Linked DNA regions of Mus musculus: region 1 is linked to region 2. The links are chromatin contacts, called in public HiChIP or PLAC-seq maps. All regions are on one chromosome and are shown on one strand. Each heading gives the region's core, a stretch centred on a gene start, on an enhancer-like site or on the middle of the called end of the contact. The rest is flanking DNA. Distances are from core to core; before and after follow the strand shown.

What was found. HiChIP or PLAC-seq counts read pairs in DNA pulled down with a chosen protein or histone mark.
Region 1: an HNF4G HiChIP or PLAC-seq map of pancreatic cancer cells shows a contact between it and region 2. The contact joins two enhancer-like sites. A contact is called at or near these places in 9 of 484 Hi-C or Micro-C datasets (the C10 cell line, the C2C12 cell line, bone marrow-derived macrophages and 6 more), 6 of 115 datasets of contacts at active chromatin or transcription factors (double positive thymocytes, embryonic stem cells, large pre-B cells and 2 more) and 1 of 9 other capture datasets (embryonic stem cells).

Annotation. Positions count from the first base shown.
Region 1 is chr6:87,217,870-87,221,149 of GRCm38.p6, reverse strand. All of the region lies in intron 12 of Antxr1 (anthrax toxin receptor 1), which reads left to right. Among named protein-coding and RNA genes, the nearest start is that of Gm38851, 3.6 kb to the left of the region's middle. Within about 2 kb of position 1,324, at least 57 of the 459 cell types and tissues checked have an H3K27ac peak or open chromatin away from gene starts, as enhancers often do. A contact at or near this core is called in pancreatic cancer cells, where this site is marked.
Region 2 is chr6:87,125,884-87,128,921 of GRCm38.p6, reverse strand. No RefSeq gene overlaps it. Among named protein-coding and RNA genes, the nearest start is that of D6Ertd527e, 23 kb to the right of the region's middle. Within about 2 kb of position 1,686, at least 35 of the 459 cell types and tissues checked have an H3K27ac peak or open chromatin away from gene starts, as enhancers often do. A contact at or near this core is called in pancreatic cancer cells, where this site is marked.

The DNA of each region.
Region 1 (3,280 bases), core at 75-2,574, 93 kb before region 2:
CCCTATGGCTTACTTAGTCTGCTTTCTTATAGAACCCAAGACCACCAGCCCAGGGATGGCACCACCCACCATGGGTTGGGCCCTCCCCTGTTGATCACTAATTGAAAAAATGCCTACAGCCAGATCTCATGAAGGCATTTCCTCAACTGAGGCTCCTTTCTCTCAGTTGACTCTAGCTTGTGTCAAGTTGACACACAAAACCAGTCAGGACACTGCCTACCCAAGAGTCACCTCTAGTGTGAAGTGCTGGTTCCGTGGCCCTGTTCTCCAGCCCAGGTTAGCTTGCTAAGTGCTAGAGCCTGCTGCTTTTACGTGGGGGCCAGGTTGCCCTCATCTGAACTCTGGCTTCTCTAGCACTCATGAGGCTGAGGTGCAGAGATCAGAAGCCTAGGCCAGCCTGAGCTACAGAGAAACTCTGAGACTGTGTGTAAAAACAAAACAAAACAACAACAACAACAAAAGCAAACAAGAACCGTAGCCTTCTCTGTAAGACTTCCCAGTTTCTCTGGATCTTCTTAGATCATATTTAGCTATAAGGTGGGAGAAATAAGAAAATAGGGTTTAGAGTTCATTAAATTATCAATAGGAATGAAATGTGCTAGCCTAGAACACAGAAAGAATAAAGATAATCCCTGTACATAAGTGTCCAGTAAACATTAGCTATATTAGTAGTTAATGTTCTTATCATTGTTATCATCTTCTTTCCATCAGCATATAAGTAAGATCTTTAGGAGAAATGTGTTTTGTTCCTTGCTGGGTATGCAGCCATGGAGTAACCCATGCCTCCTGCTCTGTTTAGATTCCCCACCACAGACTGAACACTTTGAGCCGGTCTAGTTGGTCCTGTGTCCCTGAGCTGCCCACTAAACACAGAGTACAGACACAATAGACACTTGCAGGGCGTGACAGTTCTTGCTCTAAGTTTCTAGAAAACAGAGTTCAGACTTCTATATTTGACAGCGACATTTACAGATGTGACATTGATAACTTCAGGAAGCACATGGGCCCTAGGTAGCAGCTTTCTCTAAGGGACGAGACCATTTTTAAGCAGCCCTTGGGGAGGGCTCCTTGCTTATCCCCCTCACTACATCGACGGGGACTTTTGACTCCTAAGGGGCTGCCGCAGAGCCGGCCATCACTCTCCATCCCTGGTGTCTTCCTTAGGAGTTGTCCGCCCTCCCCACCCCTACCCCCCTGCCACCATGAGCCAGTCCTTCACCCTTGCTGCCCACAGAAACTGCCCCATCTCCCACAGGAATGTAGAGCTGTGCTGCATAGTGTCTCAGCCTTTATGGAAGGCTGCAGTTTTATAAGCCTCTTGGTGACCAAACCACTTATTACTCCAAGTGCAGACAGGTTTACGACCTGAAATGTTCACCGTGCTGGTTGCTATGGGGAAACAGAGGAAAATTCCAGCTCAGTCTGAAGTGATCACTTGTATGGGATGGCTTGGTCCTCTCCTCTCACTCCCGTCCAGTGCTCCTTCTCTCATTGGTTGATACGGAGGCAGCAGCTTTCTTCCCTCTCTCAGTTGCCTAGAATACAGAGACAGACAGGACACAAGACTGGCCCCTAACTAGCATGTGATTTCTTGCCGACACCACTAACTGCATGCTCTGTTCCAGACTTCTGTATGCATGCCTTAGCCCAACGGTCCCTCCTACCATGGCCTTGTCTATGGAGGACCCTCACTTTCCCCTACCCCACACTCTGACTGCCCAGCCCTGCACCTGAGCCTGAGGCCTGGCTCCCTTGAGGGGCAATCCCACATTCCCAAACCTTGGCTTTTTGGCTGGAGTCAAGGGTGTTTAGTTCCCTGGCTTTTTGGTCAAAGACATTCCAGAGAGTTCCAGGGAATGAGAGTCGCCTTTAAACCTCGTCCAGAGCCTTATTGAGCTCTCAAAGTAGGAGTGACTCATATCCTGGCTCTGCCACTAACTTGTGGGGTCGCCCTGGACAGGTCACCCAGCCTCCCTCTTGTGTAGATGTGGGAGAAGGACAGCGCTGAGAGCCTGATAGAGACCTGTGCATGCTCTTCCCTAAGGAGCACGGTGGCATACCGCTGGGTTGCAAGCCTCCCTCCTCCTGAGCCCACTTGTGGATCCCACAGATCACTCACTGCACAAGCTTCCCTATGCTCACACTCGGACGTCTGAGAGGAGACCCCCATGAATATTCTAAAGAAGCCACTTGGGATATTTCTCATTATGAAAACTTTTTAAAGGAAAGAGATACGGATTTTTTTAAAAGAAGTAAACTGGCCTGCCAGTGACGGTTCTTTAACATCTCAGTACCTATAAATGAACTGTCAGTGAAAATGCCAGTGTGGGCAGACACCTGTAATCCTGCCACTCTAGCACTTGGGAGCAGGGGGGTGAGGGAGAGAGGATAAAAGGATTGGGATTTCAAGACCAGCCTCAGTCCAATAGTGAGTTCAAAGCCAGCCTGAGATACATGAAATCCTATCTCAAAACAATCAAAAGCTATTGGTGAGATTGTTAGTAAGCATCAAAGACACTCTTTCTGCCCCTTACTCTTGTTTTGTTTTGTTTTGTTTTTAGGAATGATTAGAAAACCTTCATTTCCTGTAAAAACTATATTACCTCTCTTTTTGTAGTATCTTAAGTTTTTTTTACATTTTTTATTAGATATTTTCTTTATTTACATTTCAAATGTTATCCCCTTTCCTAGTTTCCCCTCTGAAAGCCCCCTATCCCCTCCCCCCTCCCCCTACTCACCAACCCACCCACTCCTGCTTCCTGGCTCTGGCATTCCCCTACACTGGGACATAGAGTCTTCACAGGACCAAGGACAACTCTTCCCATTGATGACCAACTAGGCCATCCTCTGCAACATATGCAGCTGGAGACATGAGTCCCACCATATGTACTTTTTGGTTGGTGGTTTAGTCCCAGGGAGCTCTGGGGGTACTGGATAGTTCATATTGTTGTTTCTCTTATGGGGCTACAAACCCCTTCAGCTCCTTGGGTCATTTCTCTAGCTCCTTCATTGGGAACCTTGTGCTCAGTCCAATGGATGGCTGTGAGCATCCACTTCTGTATTTGTCAGGCACTGACAAACCCTCTCAGGAGACAGCCATTTCAGTCTCCTTTCAGCAAGCCCTTGTTGGCATCCACAACAGGGTCTGGGTTTGGTGGTTGTTTATGGGATGGATCCCCAGGTGCCGCCCCTTACTCTTGACTCAGGTGTACCGAAATCTCTTTATCCCAGAAATTATTTCTCTTTAAATGTTATTTGACAGTACATTCCAGCATAGTAG
Region 2 (3,038 bases), core at 437-2,936:
CAGTGACTGCAAAGTCTATGGATTCCAGGCATCCAATGGAGAAATTTCCTTGCAGAGGAATGGTACAAGCCACAGTTATCTCTCCAGCAAGATTTCTTTCTCACTTCAAACAATTCTTCCTAATCCTGACCCCTAGATTGTCTTCTTCCCTCCAGACATGCATTGGTACAAGGAGCTATTCTCAGCCATGACTAGGGCTGTTTCCATCTGGGTCCGTGCTATGATCACATGGGGATTAGAGATAAAGTGGACCACCATCTCTGTTGTATGGGGAATTCCAGATGTTTTCACTCTACTGCAAAAGAAGTTTTCTTCTCATTAACAATAACTGTGTCCATTGGCCAACCAGCCTGTTGATGCAGGGTCTCACCATCTTGCCAAACAGGCAGGCTGAGCAAGAAAGGGGAAAGAAGAATTGCCCTGTTTGTGGCTGAAAATGGGATTTCAGAGGAGGCAGGGTCCTGCTGCTGCTCTGTGTCCCTCAGTTGTAGACCATCAGTGCATCCCAGTCACCAATAATCCATACACGCACTGCGGGTCACAGAGTTACCAGCCAACCAATGTCGGTTGTGCAGATAAATGTAAACAAGGAACCTCGTTTCCAAGGAATCTCATTCCCAAGCATTCAAGAAAACTAGCAATAGATATGAAAACTACGTCTTGGATAGGATTTCCTTTGAGGAACTTAGGTCACCAGGTATGGTGGCATTTGCTTTTGGTCTCAGCAGAGGCAGGGGAATCTCTGCAAGTTCCTGGTTCTGGCTAGCCAGGGCAACATAGTGAGACTCTGTCTCAAGAAAAAACAAACATAAAAGCAAACAAGCAGCCAGAAAGTACTTCTCATGTAAGCATGGAGCCTTGAGTTAGAATTCCCAGCCCCCACATAAAATCTGGACCCAGGATTTAATCCAGGATCTGGAGAAGTGGAGGTCAAAGGTCACAGCCAGCCTGGTTAGCTGAACTGATGAATGTGGGATCAATAAGAGACGTTGTCTCAAAGATAACATGGGTGAGCCAGTGATGTTGCTCAGTGTGAAGGCACTTGCCACCAACCCAGACAGTCTGAGTTCGATCCCTGGGACTCACAGAGTGGAGGAAACAAAATGACTCCTGAAAGAAAGCGGTTGTCCTCCAGCTTTTGCGCAGAGGCTGTGCTGTGCACACCCACACACCTGTAAGTAATAGTGTAATTTTTAAAATAAGGTGGAGAGTGACCAGGGAAGACACCTATAACCTGCGCTCTCTACACACAGATACACAACTGTGGATGCACAGAGAGTGGGGAAGCAAGGGGGAGGGGAGAGCGGTGTGGGGAGAGGAGAGGGGGAGAGCACACACCAGTAATTAAGATCTCAGTTCCACTTCCCCATGCCCTTCAAGCAAATATTCAAGTATTCCCCAGTGTGGGCTCTCCCTAGGTGGTATTGGATGGCTCCTTCTGACAGCTCATTCACTCTGTCCTCTCTGGGTCACTTCTCAATGTGTACATACATACACTCCATGTCAACTGGGTCAAAGTCCCTTTCTGCTTTTCACTTGGAAAGAAAAATAAAAACAAATGCAAGGAATGCAGAGTAGGACAGCAGCAGGGAATGCCAGCCCTGGCCTTCATTAGAAGAGCCAGCTCTATTTTTACCTCATTTGTTTACTTAGCATCCTGTCACGGGACCGGATCTCTGCTATCCCATAACGGGTGGAGCACGCAGCATGTCTGCCTCAGTCAGGAGTCCAGCTGCTGTACGAGCATGTACATGTGCACACCTGCCAGAAAGGACCCTCTCTTCGGCTGCTGTTAAGTTCAGTCATGTGACTGCTTGTGGACATTAATGCTCACTTGCTCTCTGTTTCTCTTTTAATTAACTAAACTTAATTCTGAACATTTGCTGATATACAGAAGATTAAGAAAACAGAGAGAGCGGCGCCTGACCTCGCCTCAACTGGCCCTGCTGTTAACAGCCCCATGAGCCTGGTGTGTCTATTATCCTGAACTTGCTTTTGATGCCTTACCAGATACTAATGTCCACAGAGTCTGCCCCGCTTTCTACAGTTCTGTGGAACACCAATGCTCTGTTGTGTATATGCATCCGCCAGGAGCCACATAGTGGCAGATGGAATCGAGGCATTGTCCTAAGCACCTAAATGATTCACCTATTAAACCCTCTTCCCCTCCCCCAACCCTCAGCCCTGCATCCTAGAATTCTCCAGAAGGACAGAGTCCACGTGCATGCATATCTGCATCTATAGAGATATCTCTATAGATGCAGATAGGTCAGGGGCTTAAGGTCTCTGCTTACATGACTATCTATGGTGACCAAAAAAATCCATCAGTCTGAAGACATCATAGTATGACAGACACAGTGGAGTTTCAGAGGCAGGGAACCCAAAAGTAGAGCTCTGGGGTCAGGGAGAAAAGCCTGAGACGCTGAAAAGGCTGTGGTAAATCCTAAGTCCAAACACTGGAGCGCCTGTGGGGTACTGCTACCAAGTACCAGGAAACAGTGGAGCAGGTTCAACACGGGGGCCTCATGGGACCCATCCCAGTTCCTCGGAGCTCCAGGTTTATAACAAATGGACAAGAAAGGCCACCCAACCTCAGACCCTACAGGGATAAGGATCTGATTGGTCCATCTGACTGCTATCCAGACAAGTCAGGGATGCTGGCTGAAAGTGAGAAGCTAGCAGAAGATGGAGGTGACCAGGATCCACCTCAAGCCTCAGTATCAGCTACAGTAACAACAGCTTAATGCAGTTCACCAGTTAGTTACAGCTCATGTAAGTTCCCAGGAAATGAGACAAATTAGAACCAGCAGGATAGAATACTCCGCTCTGACAGCATGACACCAAAGGCTGCTCTCTGCTCCGAACCCCTCTACAAGGCTAGAACCTTGTGCCCAAGCTGCTGGGACTATCACCACTAATGAATGGCTCCTGGCTGAGTTCCTGCCACAGAGAGCTCCTTAGTTACACTCCCTTCCAGTAAGTCGGACAAAACCACAGCCTAGCCGGGTAGAGTGGCGCAAAGACCTCCCCCTTGCCTC